Linked DNA regions of Zea mays: region 2 is linked to region 1. A link is a contact called in public Hi-C data. All regions are on one chromosome and are shown on one strand. Each heading gives the region's core, a stretch centred on a gene start, on an enhancer-like site or on the middle of the called end of the contact. The rest is flanking DNA. Distances are from core to core; before and after follow the strand shown. Region 1 holds the start of LOC100276319. Region 2 holds the start of LOC100280810.

Evidence for each region. A called contact is a pair of places that touch in the nucleus more often than the background predicts.
Region 2: a Hi-C map of leaf shows a contact between it and region 1, with 9 times the contacts expected there. The contact joins the promoter of LOC100280810 here to the promoter of LOC100276319 in region 1. A contact is called at or near these places in 4 of 25 Hi-C or Micro-C datasets (endosperm, leaf and root tip).

The regions. Positions count from the first base shown.
Region 1 is chr1:43,800,335-43,808,119 of Zm-B73-REFERENCE-NAM-5.0, forward strand. It overlaps LOC100276319, which reads right to left and starts at 3,474. Exons shown (of 2, transcript NM_001363954.1): 1 at 3,316-3,474; 2 at 2,922-3,202. The coding sequence starts at 3,396. The coding sequence ends at 3,119.
Region 2 is chr1:43,961,303-43,969,087 of Zm-B73-REFERENCE-NAM-5.0, forward strand. It overlaps LOC100280810, which reads right to left and starts at 4,192. Exons shown (of 2, transcript XM_034059576.1): 1 at 3,584-4,192; 2 at 2,871-3,476. The coding sequence starts at 3,904. The coding sequence ends at 3,090. It also overlaps the pseudogene LOC109940968.

The sequences.
Region 1 (7,785 bases), core at 2,224-4,723:
TGAAGACTGATCGGCCTAAAAGAGTCAACAGACGTACACCCCTGTTTCTTGTGCAAGAGCACCATGTATGCTCTGTTAATTCTTTCAAGATCCACATTCCCATGATGAAAGGCACCCAGCAGATCCATCACTTGTAACTTAACTGTGTTCCATGCACTATAGTAGAAACAGGGGCCAAAGCCATCTGGCCCAGGGGCACTCATCTTGTTCATCGAGCGAACGGCCGTTGCTGCTTCCAGCTCAGTGAAGGGAGCAGTTAGAGAATCTGATGCGCATGGATGACCAGCATAGAGCTCATGGACATCAAAAGACCAAGTGGAGCTGCCAGACTCTCCCATAATGTTGGCGAAGTAGTTTGTGAGGGCTGCAATTTTTGTCTCATGGCTATACAGTTCCTGCTCCTGTACAGTTATTTTGCTGATATGATTCATCCTTAGCCTCTGTGTAGCGTGGGCATGGTGGAATGCCGTGTTGGTGCTTGCTGTTTCGGTGATTCATCCTGGTCTGAAGATGTGATCAAACGCTGTTTCGGTGCTTGCTGCGAGGTAGTGGAAGTGGATCCACGCTGCCTTACTGGTGACAATTTCGGACCGTTGCGTGTGCTGCTTGAGCTCAACCACTACCTCGATCTACCCTCTGAAATTTGGATTTCGGCAACTGATGGTGTTTCCAGGATGGGGTGCATTGCACAGGTGTTTCCCATTCGTGTCTGGCGTCGCGCTGATCAGGTTGGTCCGGATGGACGTATTCGCCCATTCTTCCAACCCATGCCACCACCCCCATCGTCCCCACCCCCACCGCCACCACACACACCTGCTCCAACGCCGCCTGAAAGCTCATGCCCCCATGCTCCCACTGCTCAGCATCCTGCTCACATATCAACCATTTTCCCCCACAGCAACACCTTCAACCCAGAGAGTCAAAATGCATCCATTGCTGCTCAACTCCTTGGCATGTCTGCTGTCCTCGCCCGACTTACAACCGCTCCAGCAAACACCCAATCCCCAATGTCATGCAATGCCAAAAATGTGCCTGACCGCAGCAAACCTGTCCCTTCGAATAGCTCGGCCGTCAAACCCTGCAACACCCCCACTAACTCGCCTATAGCCTCCTCTGCCCCCCGTTTGGTGCACATCGGTCGTCCACCCCGTGCCAGTGTTATCACCACCATCCGCCGCAAGAGCTCCAGGCTTGCTGCGAAAGAAGACGACAATTTTGCCCATGCTTCAATGAAGGCTACTAGACTCAAAGAATTGAAGGAATCACTCCACGGTTGCTCTGCTGCTGTTAAACAGGAAGTTCAGAAAAAAGGGCTGCTCAGTCGATCCATTGCGCCGATCCCGATCCCTGCGCTGCGCAAACTAGTCCGTGCAGCAGGCCTGGGATGTTCTACTGCCAATACTGTTGGCGTGGTGCCGCTCGCCAAAGAATGATGAACAACAGCTGTGGTGTTCAAGGTGCAGTGAGCTGGTCGGTCTGCACCCCGTGGCTATCTTGGGTCTGTGTCCTAGTTACTTATTCTGCTCTGTCTAGTTCTGTTCTCATCAGTCTAGTCTATGGTCTGGTCCACCTCTATTCCCTCTCTAGCCTTGTGTTCATGGTGTTTGTTAGTCCCCCCTATGTGTAATCTCAAGAATCTCGTTGTAATGTCGTGGAATGTTCGTGGTCTTGGCGACTCGGAAAAATGTAATCTTGTTCGTGAATCCATTGCGTCTATTGCCCCAAATGTAGCTTGCATCCAGGAATCCAAACTCCACGATATCACAACTTTTAAAGCACACTCTTTCCTCCCCACATGCCTTGCTGTCAAATTCATGCACATCCCTGCTGCTGGGACGCGAGGTGGGGTAATTACTGCCTGGAACCCCGACGTCCTCCATCTCACCTCCTATGCTGTTCATCATCACGCTCTAACTGTGCATCTCCGTCTGCTCGCTTCGAACTCTGACATCCACATCACAAACGTCTACGCCCCATCCGACCACAGAGACACCCCAGCCTTCCTTGACATCCTGCTGGAAATTGGTGCCAGCATCTCTGGGCCTTGGCTCATTGTTGGGGATTTTAACCTCATCCGCGATGCCAAAGATAAGAACACTGGCACTGTGAACCAGCTCCTCTGCAATCAGTTTAATGACGTGATCCACAACCTTAGTCTTGCTGAACTTCCTCTGTTAGACTGTCTCTACACCTGGTCAAATAAACGTCGCTCACCTATCCTTGCCAGACTCGACCGTGCCTTCACAAATGCAACCTTCAACAATGTCTTCCCCTCAGCCCTACTAACCTCATCTGTCAGAATCACTTCTGATCACAAACCCATCATCGCAACCATGTCCACCACAGTCCCAAAGTCCAACTCCTTCAGATTCGAAAATGCCTGGCTCAAGAAACCAGGCTTCCTCCCTTCCATCCTCCCGGCCTGGCGTTGCCTCTCCGGTTCTACGGACGCTGCCGGACGCCTTGCTAGCTGCCTCAAGAGCACCAGATCTGCGGTAAAGGTTTGGGCCAGGCGTAACAGGGCGCCCCCTCAGATTCTGCCAAATTGCAAATTCATAATCCTAATGTTTGACTTCCTTGAGGAAGAGAGATGGTTGTCAGATGCTGAAATGCAGGTTCGGGAGCTCTGCCGGAACAGGCTACAACAACACATCAAGGAAATGGCTGCATACTGGAAGCAGCGTGGGAAGCAACGGGCTATCCGTGAGGGAGTCGTCGTTTAATAGTGGCCGTAAAGGAGGCCCGCCGCCACTGAGCCTTGGTTTCTGCCGAATTTCGTTCGCATGAAGATAGGCCCTAGCTAAAAAAAAGTTCTAATAAATCACAAACCGCAAGCAACTGTTGACACAACAGCAATTACGTTCCAGCAATCGCAGTGCGGTTCCTCCGGTAAAAGAAAGAAACAAAAAAAAAAACAATGCTGTGATAAACATTTCTGCCCCCAACTACACAACTTTGCTTGCAGCACCCACACACGTTTTATTAACAACATCAGCCGATAGTCACTCCTAATTCGCGTAATCGAGACAGACATGCACACTGGGACTGGGAGAAGTCCTCACATCACTACGTACTTCTGGACAGATCGAGAGTCTTCATGTCCTCCTCTTCGCACAACTTAAGCCACCAGCACGTACACGGCGTAGATGATCCCCGGAATGTACCCCAGCACGGTCAGCAAGAGGTCGATCCAGAACTCCACCTGCAACATCCATCCATCCATCATATAATCATCCATCGAACAGAGCACAGCATACGATCGAGCAGCCTACATATATAGTCCTTGAGGTGAGGTGAGGTGAGTGTTCCACTTACGCCGCAGCCGTAGCGAAGGAAGACGCCGACCGGCGGGAGGAAGATGGCGAGGAGCACCTCCAGGAACGTCGCCGACGCCATTGCCTCTCTCTCTCTCGCTCACGATGCGCCTTCTTTCTCTAGAGTCTGGAGGAGGAACCGCCTGGAAACCGCGCGCCTGGCGAAAGGGGGCACGCGCCCGTACGTTTATATAAGCAAGCGCACTTTGGAGATTGAAGGGCGTTTCCATTTTTTTTTTCTCGCAAAGGAGTAGCAACTGCTCTGATTCGGGACAGAGGGTGTACGTGTCCGCGCCTCCGCGGCGGCGGCGGTTCTTCCGTGCGGGACTGTGGCATCGCATCACACGCGGGCGAAATCTGCTACCAGTGGCCTCTTTCTGGTGAGTTCTCCAGTCCCTGATTGGTGTCAGCGTCTTGGCTGGCTGCTTGCTGATAAGGATCGTAACTGGGGTTTGTTCTGCCTTTGCCCTCCCAACTTAAATTGCTATATTAAATACAAACAAATTGCTAAATTCAAATATAAATTTAGAAGGTTCCGAACAATTTGTACGATAACCCAACACTCTCACAGGCCACTTAAGACCTTGTTCGGTTATTCTAATTTTATGTGGATTAAAGTGTATTGGAATGGATTGGTGTGGATTTTAACTTGCTTTTTTCTCGAACGCGCAAGAGAACTGCGCTCCATTATATATTAAGCAAAAGAAAATAGAAACAAAAGTTTACTGTTGGGAGTCTGCTTTGTCGCCGAAAGTGCCATAAGAAGAAACACCTTCGGAAGATTAACACAAAGCCGAAGCTATCAATTAGAGAGCTTCAGAGTACATTTTCAGATACACCGACTTAAAGATGAAATGATCAATCGGCCCGTGAAAGCTTGTATTATAATTGTAAACATTTGTAAAGGGCATGAATGTAATTTCTCACAGACTGCGACCTGTGCCTATAAATAGATGAACAGTACCCATGTACTGTTCACGCTATCTTGTATTCACTCGTGCGCAACGCTCGTATTTTTGTCTTCTATCAAGCCGAAGGTACAAATGTAATTAAATATCGTCTTTTGATTATTCAGGTTTATATAATGAAGATATGTGGATAATTTTGTATGATTATTTATATTATCTTTTGTGCTTCATATGTTGTGTCTTTCATTATCATATACCATGATGATGAATGTACGTCCTTCATGACCTTCGTCTGAAGATCGTTATGTCCTAAGGAAAATAATGCTTCGAAGGACGAAGGATATTAACATTTAATACTTTGTGTTGCCTTGTTCTTAACTCGTAGCATTTGAGAACAAGTCCCCAACATTGGCGCCCACCGTCGGTGAACTCACTTCCACTGTTGAGCTGATGGCTTCGTTCAACAATCAAGTTGAAGTAGCTTCGGCTACGAAGCTGGTGCTCCCGATAATAGGCGGTTCAAGCTCAGAACCGGCCAACAAGAAGCAGAAGAAGGAGGCTCAGAGAAGGGTACAACATGTTGGGGTGCAGGAACCCTTCATCAAGTCAAAATGGTCCCACATCCCAATCACCTTCTCCCAGGAGGACCTTCAGCTCAAAGATTACCCTCATAATGATGCTATGGTCATGTCTTGTGTCATCAAGGGATTTCTGGTCCATGATATTCTGGTTTATATAGGCAGTGCAACAAACATCATATTTGCTAAGGCCTTCAGACAGATGCAAGAGCCAGAGGACAAGATTCATGATGCTACACACCCTATTTATGGCTTCGGAGGAAGGCAGATTGCAGCACTCGTCAAAATCACGATGCCAGTGACCTTCGGCTTTGTCCACAATACAAGGAATGAACAAGTTGTGTTTGACATCATTGATATGGAATACCCCTACAATGCAATCATTGGTCGTGGGACACTCAATGCTTTCGAAGCAATACTTCATCCAGCATATCTATGCATGAAGATACCTTCGGAACAAGGGCCCATTGTTGTTCATGGTAGTCAGGAAACTGCTAGAAAAGCCGAAGGAAACTGGACAGACTCAAAAGCAATCCACAATATAGATGGAACTGAAGCTTGTGAACAATACAAGTACAGAAGAGAGAAGGCTGATTCGGCTGATCAACCAAAGCCTATGCTTCTATGTGAAGACATAGCAGAGCAGAAGGTACTGCTTGGGTCTCAGCTATCTGAAGAATAGGAGAAAACCTTGATAAGGTTTTTATTCAACAACAAAGATGTTTTTGCTTGGTCGGCCAATGATCTCTGTAGTGTAAACAGAGACGTCATTGAACATTCACTCAATGTCGACCCGTCTTTCAGGCCAAGAAAGCAAAGGCTTCGAAAAATGTCTGATGATAAAGCTGAAGGTGCTCGAAATGAAGTCAAAAGACTTCTCAGTGCTGGTGTTATTAGAGAAGTAAAATATCCAAAGTGGCTAGCCAATACTGTCATGGTGAAGAAGGCTAATGGCAAATGGAGAATGTGTATTGATTTCACGGATCTCAACAAGGCCTGTCCGAAGGACGAGTTTCCATTACCAAGGATAGACTCTCTTGTGGATGCAGCAGCTTCTTCAGAACTTATGAGTCTGCTGGATTGTTACTCAGGATATCATCAAATATGGATGAAGAAGGAGGATAAACCGAAGACTAGCTTCATAACTCCTAGTGGCACCTATTGTTATCTTCGGATGCCTGAGGGGTTCAAAAATGCTGGAGGAAGTTTCAGCAGAATGACAACCAAGGTCCTTCATTCCCAGATAGGCAGAAATATGCTAACATACGTTGATGATATCATAGTAAAAAGCACGAAGAAAGAAAATCATATCACTGATCTGCAAGAAACATTTGCTAATTTCAGACAAGCTGGCCTGAAATTAAATCCTGAAAAATGTGTCTTTGGAGTGAAGAAGGGTAAGTTCCTTGGATGTCTAGTTTCAACGAAGGGGATTGAAGCTAACCCAAGCAAGATCGAAGCCATCCTTCGAATGGAACCACCAAGCACAAAGAAGGGGGCCCAACGGTTGGCAGGAAGACTGACTTCATTGAATAGATTTATATCTAGATCAGCAGAAAGAAACTTGCCATTCTTTGAAATACTAAAGCCAGCCGAAGTCTTTCAATGAGGCCCAGCTCAACAGAAAGCCTTTGAAGAGCTGAAGCAATACTTGATTGATCTAACAACATTAACTCCACCCGCGCCAGGGGCTCAGTTACTATTATATGTGGCAACTTCGCACTCTGCAGTGAGTGCGGCGCTTGTGCAGGAGAAACTGGAAGGACAAATTAAAAAGCAAGCCCCAATATACTTTGTCTCCGAAGTTTTAAGTTTATCAAAGAAAAACTATACAGAATTGGAGAAGGTGTTGTATGCTGTCTTAATGGCCTCCAGGAAGCTTTGACATTATTTTCAAGCATTCCATATAATTGTTCCTTCATCACAGCCTTTGAAGGATATCATGAGGAACAGAGAAGCTACTGGAAGGATTGGAAAGTGGGCTGCGGAACTCAACGAATTCAGCATTGATTATGTGCATAGATCCTCAATTCAGTCCCAGGCGTTAGCAGACTTCATCGCTGACTGGACGCCAGGGGCTCAGGAAGAAGAAGCAAATAAAGATGCCGAAGCTTGGACAGTGTTCTGCGACGGTTCCTAGGGAACCTTTGGGGCAGGTGCGGCTGCTGTTTTAGTTGCACCTTCCAAAGTCAGAACATGCTATGCAATAAGGCTTGATTTCAGTTGTACAAATAATATTGCTGAATACGAAGCTTTACTATTGAGGCTTCGGAAGTTAAAAGCAATGGGGATAAGAAGGGTGGTCCTTAAAACCGACTCCTAAGTCATTTCTGGTCATGTTGACAAGAGTTCCAAGGCAAGATATCTGAAGCTTGAGAAATACCTGGACACAGTTCAAAGGCTTGAAGCCTCTTTCGAATGGTTTTCTGTTAAGAATATTCCACGAGGAGAAAATGAGCACGCTGAGCTGCTAGCCAAGTTAGCGGCACAGGGGCTATCTCTACCTTCGAAAGTATTTTTTGAGACAATAAGAGCACCTTCGGTGGAACTTCTCGAAAGAGCAGTGCTCACTATATCTCCTGTTCATAGTGAAGATTCGAGGACTCAGATTATATCTTTCCTCCAAGGTAACTGCCTTTCAGATGACGAAGTTTATAATAAGAGAATGGAGGCAAGAACAAGACCATATGTAATAATAGAAGGGGAGTTATACAAACATGGAGTCTGCTCTCCACTTCTCAAGTGCTTATCCAGAACCGAAGTGTCGGCGTTTCGACCCCGGGGGGTCCCTGGACCGACGAGTAAATTATCGTTGCGTGCCCCAGCCCAGATGGGTTGGCACGAGACGGAACATAGAGGGGGGAAAACCGCAGCTTCGTGTTGTCCTGCGCCGGGGTGGATGCGCTTGCAGTAGGGGTTACAAGCGCTCGCGAGGGAGAGAGAGAGAGTCCCGCGCGACCACCCTCCCGTATGAGGGCCCTGACC
Region 2 (7,785 bases), core at 2,942-5,441, 160 kb after region 1:
TACATGAGTTAGCTCCTATACAATTGTGTCTAAGATTGAGTTTCATGACTTGACTATGTTTAATGCATATGTGTGGGCGTGTGTTTGTCTGGAATCAATTCACCTAGTGGCACTTAAGTAACCATCTTTGAAATTTGAGTTCCTCTCTTTATAGTATGACTACATATCCTAAATTTGATCACAAACTATATTGCATCTTGATTGGTGAAAATAAAATGTCGTAGTAATACATTTGCCTTCAACCCTTGTATTTTGCCTTTTTCTCCTTCCTTTTTTACATGTTAAGCACTTGATCATTCTTTGTGGCTATCACCATACCTTTTATGGTTTTCAATCGTGTTCAACCTTGGATATGGACTTAACCTATCTCATTCACAATACTTACAATATAGGTTACTTGACTAGTTGTCTAAATTACCAAAACCACACTTGGAACTTTCACTAAGATGCTTTGTATCAAACTCTAGAGATGATCAATGGTATGGTCTTAAGAGAGTAATGTGCTATCTGAAAGGTACTATGGGCTATGGTATTTACTATACTAGGTATAGGGTACACGAGGGTTATTATGATGCAAACTATGTATTCAATGTTGATGAGATGTATGTTGCATGTGGACATGTGTTCTCACTTGGAGGTGCATTGTTTCATAGATGTCTTGCGAGCAGACCATCTTAATAAGGTTAACTATGGAAGTATAACTCACAACATTAGATAACCTTCTATTGAGGTTGAGTGGCTTCATGAACTTCTAGATTTTTCAATATTTAAAAAACATATACCGATTATTTCTATGAATTGTGATAAACAGACTGTGATAATCAAGATGAATAGTTTAAAGGATAACATGAAGCCCACGAACCTTATAAATATGTGATTAAAATCTATCAAAAATCGTGATTATGAAGTGATAGTGTTAGTTTATGTCCATACATCTAAAATATAGTGGATCAATTTACTAAGTGGTTATCATGTAATATGATAGATAGTGTATTGAGTGAGATGGTCTTAAGACCCACATGAAGTCTATCATAGTGGTAAGTTCTATATGACCATGGATGCCATAATGTAGGATGGTGAAATAAGTTATTGGTAGACTATAGGTAAGACCGTTATATTCAAGGCCCATATTAGAGGCACGTCTTTGAAGATAGTTTTTACCATAATATGCTCTGATTGGTTTATTGAAGCAAAGATATTATCCTACTTGGCATATTTTAAGGAACACATAAATATTGGTTTAAATGCTAATCATAATCCATGAGATTTGCATGATCTCTAAATACTTATAAAAGATCATGAAATTTGACATAGGATGCTTTTGACAACCTAATACGAGTAAAGTGCCTAGGCAAAGCTTATTTCGTATAAAACTGTCAATTTGAGGTATGGATCGATTTAGTATGTTTTCTGCTATGATCAATATTCCCTCCGTTCTAATTTATAATTCGTATGACTTTTTTACACCAAGTTTTACTGGCTTGTCTCATTCAAAAAAAATAAAAATTATTATTAATTTTTACTTTCATATCATTTAGCATATAATATACCTTAAATATGACTTTGAATTTTTCAATTTTTCGTAAAAAACAATACTCCCTCCGTTCTAATTTATAATTCGTATGACTTTTTTACACCAAGTTTTACTAGCTTGTCCCATTCAAAAAAATTCAAAATTGTTATTAATTTTTACTTTCATATCTTTTAGCATATAATATACTTTAGATGTGACTTTGAATTTTTCAATTTTTCGTAAAAAAATAAATAAATCCAACGGGTCAAACTTGATAAAAAATCAAACGGATTATAAATTGGTATTGGGGAGTATATTTTTTCATGTATATGTTTGCAAAGTTCGTGAGTCAGATATATACTATTTTATTTTATTTTTAGATTGAATTAAATATATAAAGTTACCTAAATTCCAAACATGAGACGCCTTGTTGTAGCGCATCTCAAGTAGACGGTGTTCTCAAGTCATGAATAATGGAGCTGGCTCGCATATCCGCACATGCATGACCGCCGTTCGTTCGAGATCCATTTGAGCCGTACGTCCGGCAATTGCCTAAAATCAGTTCGGGTAGCAATAGCAGTAGCACACGCAAACATGCTAGCAGTAGATAGTACGTAGCAAAGTCAGACCATGCTAACACCGGCCGTGGGGAACTGGGGATACTTATCAGTTGTGTAATTAGGGATGGGTATTTTAAAACCGAAAACCGAATCTGAATCCGAACCAAACTCGAATAGATCGAATTGTCGGTCTATTTGAGTTTTCGGGTTTGATTCATTTCTTATATGCGCTATATTTCGGGGTATGGGTTTAGGTTCGGTTCCTTACCTTTAAAACCCGAATAGACCGAATAACTCAGAATATAAAAAAGCTCTTAATATGTGATGATATTATTATATATGATTTATGAACTTATTAGCTAAAAATAATGATATCATCTTAACGATAATATATATCTCTGTATGCTATTTTTTATAGTCACTTGTTGTAATAATAGTACTTCCAATTAATTATTAATTGTATATATTTTAATAAAAAATACTAGTCTCTCTACTATTTGGGTCTATTTTTGAAGTGAATACTATTTGGGTCTATTCGGTGGATCGAATAGACCGAACCGAAATTGTGAGTCTATTTGGGTTCGATTCCTAAAATTATTTTAAAAATTTCGGTTCTCATTTTTTAAACACGAAATTTCACAAATCTATATAAACCGAGCAATTAACCTAATAAACCGAATGCTCAACCTATGTGTACTTGCTTGTTTGTACTATATGCTACTGTATGATCGTAACAGATATTTTTGGTCAGCATCGTCGTCATCAGTCCAATCTGTTCGTTACGTGACAGTAACACGGAGTAAGACAAGATGCATTCATTCATCAAGAGCAACTAATCGTATATTGACGGGGGTATACTTCGTAATTACGGCCGGCTGCACAGCGTTCTTGCAGCAGCATCCGACAAGATGCAAACGTTGCCGTTGCAGAACGCACATGCATGTGCTACGTACTAGCTAGTATTTGTTTATGCAACAAAAAGTACTTGTAGTAGTCGAGATCGATAGAAGCATGAGCTAGGTCCAGAGCTGGGCTTCGTGATCCGGCCACGTCGTCGCCGAGTCCAGGTCCGAGTCGTACAACGTCGTCTGCTGGTAGTACGCCGCCGCGCCGAATCCGCCGCCGCCGCCGCCGTCCATCATCGTCGTCAGCGGCGACGGGTGCTGCTGGTTGCCGCGGCGATTGGCCATCTCGACGCAGAAGAGGGCGAGCAGGTTGGCGTGCTTGGCCTGCGCGTTGAGCAGGTCGGCCTGCGCGCGCGCCAGCTGCACCTTGAGCTCGTTGGCCTGCTTCTGCAGCCGGCACACCGCCCCCGCGCACCCGTACACTGGGTCCCGCAGCCGCGCCTCCGCCTCGTACACCATGCTGCTCACCGCGTCCGCGCGCGAGCTCTCCGGCAGATCCTGCAGCGTTTATATATATACATACATACGCATGTCAGCACAGCTAGCATTGTTGCCGCGCGCGCGGGGACGCTTCCAGACCTGCCTGTGTCCCCACACGTACACACCTGGAGGAGCTTGATGATGTTGCTGGCGCCGAAGACGCGGTGCGCCGTGGTGAACTTGGCGGGCTCGGTCGGCGGGAAGTAGGGAGCCAGCACGCAGCCGTCGGCGCAGCGGCGGCGGAGGATCTTGCACGCCGCGCACGGGCTCAGGACGACGGTCGGCGGCGGCACGTTGCCCACCACCTGCAGGACAGCGGGAGGAGGAGGAGGCGGTGGCGGCGAGCACGACGACGACACCCTGGACGGCGGCGACACGGAGCGGCAGTAATATTGCTGCGGCTGCGGCGCCGCCGTGCCCGCGCTCGCGTTGCCGTAGTCGTCCATGACCGGAGGCCGGAGCAGCAGTGCTGCTGCAGCTAGTGTTGGCTATGGAGTAGTAGAGCCTGCTAGCTAGTTGTACGTACGAGATCAGCAGGGGTGGTAAATCAAAAGTAAAATCTGGTGCTAGTATATATAGGGAGATCGATCGAGACGTGTCTAGCAGATTTCCCCCTGCATCTCTATTCTCTCCTCTCCTATGTATTCTATTCCACGAGTGAGAGAGGCTATTATTTCCTTTGCTTGGTGGATTATATTGCAGACCGATGGACGACGCAGAGCGCACACAATGCTGACGATCAGGTCACATCAATTCAGTTACGGTTTACTAGTAGTACGTCCGTGCTGTGCTTGGCCGAGTTTGGCAGGTCTTGATCAACTCGTGGAGGGATGGTTAGACGTGCATCTGCTATACTTAATCACTACCTTGCATGTCACTCATGCCTCCTACTGCTGCTTGGAACTAGTCCGACCAACAATCCGTATTTTTTTTTCGATCGTACATGTGTGCTAGTTTATTAACAAACCAACATACGTACGCAGGGCTGATTTCGAAATGTTTTGGTCGCTTGTATGTATGTAATTCTTCCACAATGGCGTATTTCCAGCCGAGGTGACCCGAAGGCCATGTCCGTAGAAATGCTGGTCGGAAACAAAGACCTTATTTTTGTTGGACGCTGCGTGGCGGCCGGCGGCCCGTTTATTTTTTTTATTAAACCGCTTTTTAGGTCTGTTCAGACCGGCACGGCCCATATAAACCCGTAACGTATTAGACCCATTCAGGAAACCAAACCCGCGGGTCTGATAGGCTCGACCTGCCCAAACCAGGTCGGGTGGTCCAGTGGCGGACGCAAGACAAAATTTCAGGTGAGGCCGATAACGTAGGGGACAAATCAATATACTATACTATTTGATAAAAATAGTTCCATAATAATAACATGGAGATTAAGTGATAATATGAGTAGTGTTCTAAAATAGCATGAATACCGAAACTTCATTTTGGCCACCCTAAAGGAGAGTTAGAGAAAACAAAAGGGTGGACTAGCGGGGACTGGAAGTTAGGGCGAAGCGGGCGTATTAGCACGTCGGTGTGGAGAGTCAGCGACTCCACCGCAAAATGACGACGGTGAGGCGACAATCAGAAGCGGGCCAAGCATTTGAGATTGGGTATTCAAAAATTCAAAAGATTAAAGAAATTAGTGTTCTAACGCTATTTTGTGTAATACACTATTAACAAATTAGTATAGATCACCAAAAACTTAGGTATTCAATGAATACCCATGAAACACCCCTGTGCCTGCCACTGGCGACAATAGGCGTGGGATAGCGAGGGCAGGCGACGATACGACGGTAGATGGCAACGACGAGGCGAAAGGCGGTGGCAGCAAGCGACAGTCATTGTCGCGTTGCGACGGCGCGACGGGACCCTTGTGAGATAGCGAGGGCGGGTGGTGCTGTGATGCCAAGGTAGAATCCCACTAATAGTCTACCCATCCACCGGTGCGGATTAGAAGGCAAAGTAATTGTACTGCGTGCAGGATCCCGACGTGACGACGAGCACCACGACTCGGGTGTGGAGTGGGCTGAGTAGTGAAGCATCGAGAAAAAAATTAGATCAAAGTCTAGTTTTTATTAAATTTAGTCCAACCTACTATATAAAAATTTATTTATTTATTATATATCTATGTCTATATAAAAGTTTATTTATTTTATTATATATCTAAGTCTATGTATAAGAGTTTATAAAAAAATTAAGGTGGGGTCGTGGCCCCCATTGCCCACCCCTTGCGTCCGCCACTTGGGCGATCGGTTTGTACATCACTAGATTTAACATGGGGTTGGTCTATATTTTATTTAACTTAATTAAATAAATTTTAAACTTATATTAAATATTACAGTTTATTTAAGTTTTAATCTTGTATAGGATTTTAACTATTTATTGGTTTAGTTTAAATAGATGGACTACGTATACATTACTTCTAGTTAAAAGGCGCTGGGGTTTGGGGCTCCCTCCGCGTTTCACGCGGCGTGCAGCGCTAGGGTCACGACGCGTGTGCATGGGCGGACCCGAAACGCCTATTCAATCCAGTAGAACGCTCCAGCCGCGTCCGCCGCTCTTGGATCTGTGTTCCTCCAACGACTCACCTCCCACCCACTCACCCACCCCATGGCGACCAACCCCTCCAACGGCGCCGGCGCCGACGTCCCTGCAGCCCCGGCGCCGGTGCGGCTCTCGGTTGCGGCGCAGGCGGCCACGATCCAGCCCTCTTCCCCGCGCTTCTTCTTCTTCTCCTCGCTTGCCGGGAGCAACCCGGCCTCCCCGCACCGTCGCATCGCCATCGCCGTTGATCTCTCCGACGAGTACGCCTTCGCAGTCAAGTGGGCCGTGCAGAACTACCTCTGCCCCGGGGACGCCGTCGTGCTGCTCCACGTGCGCCCCACCTCCGTCCTCTACGGTGTCGACTGGGGCTCCATCCCGGTCTCCGTCGCTGACGAGGACGACGCTGCCGAGGACGCCGCCTTCACCTCGGGAGGAGCTGCAAAAGAAGCGGGAGGAGAACTACGACGCCTTCACCTCACTAAGGCGTAGGACCTCGCGCAACCGCTGATCCACGCCCAGATCCCCTTCAAGATCCACGTCGTCAAGGACCACGAGATGAAGGAGCGCCCCTGCCTCGAGGCTGAGCGCCTTGGCCTTCCGCCATGATCATGGGGAGCCACGGTTTCGGGGGCCTCGTGTCGCGCGGTCGGCCTGGGCGCGTCGGCCTGGCTCGGCGGCACGTCGGCGTCGGTGTGCGCTGGGCGCGTGCGGCAGCGCGGCTCGGCCGCGGGGCAGGGGCTGCTGCGCGGGGTGCGGGGCTCGCCTGCGCGCTAGAGAGAGAGGTGAGAGGGGGGAGAGAGATAGGAGAGAGATGAGAGGAGAGAGAGAGAGTTAGGGAGGGAGAAGGAAGCACAGGCGGCGGCGGCGGCTGGCTTCAGCTGGGAGAGAGCAGCGCGCGGCTAGGGTTAGTGGTAGTTGGGCCCTGGTGGGCCGGTTTTAGATTAGGGTTTGGTTTTTTTGTTTTTTTTTATTTTGAAATACATTTTTAGATAGCTAAAAAATTCATAAAAATTCGCCAAAATTATTTATAAATAAAATACTTGTTTTTAGACTAATAATTATTATACTACTTAATTATTATATTAATTACTAGGATTTCTTTTTAAAAAGAATTACTACAAAACATCCGATACTCAATCATGCGCATACAAAGAAAAATGATTAAAATGCAAATAAATAATTAAACACTTAAAACAAAATTATTATCTTAATTACCATAATAACTAAATTTATTATTTTTAGTTGATGGCTTTTATGGTGTTACACTTTTCAGATTGTTAGAGAGCGCATTCATTGCACCATAGATATACTCAGTGATTGGCAACTACTACTGCTGGATAGAACTTTCACTTTTGACCTGTGACCCTGCATATAATAATAGTGAGGCACCTCAATCATTGAGCATAGTTAACAAATCCTAACATACCTTGGACAGTGTAACAATGCTGATGTGCAGAGCAAATTTTTAAGATGAACAAATAGATACTAGCGTATCTTCCTCTGAGATAAATGTCAAGCCTGGTTCTCTATCGACTATGCTTTTGTTTGTGTTGCATTTTTCAGTCATCGAGTCTAAAAAAATGTTTGTTTTCAAAGTTACGAGGAAGCATCCATTATTGTGTTGCATTTTTCAGTCATCGAGTCTAAAAAAATTATTTGTTTTCAAAGTTTGGAGGAAGCATCCATTAGAGCGCCCGTAAGGGCGCCCCATGTTCTAGTATATTGAAAAATTAAGAGAGGTTAAGGATATATCACATGCATGTGTCATCGCTGCCAAACGGTCACT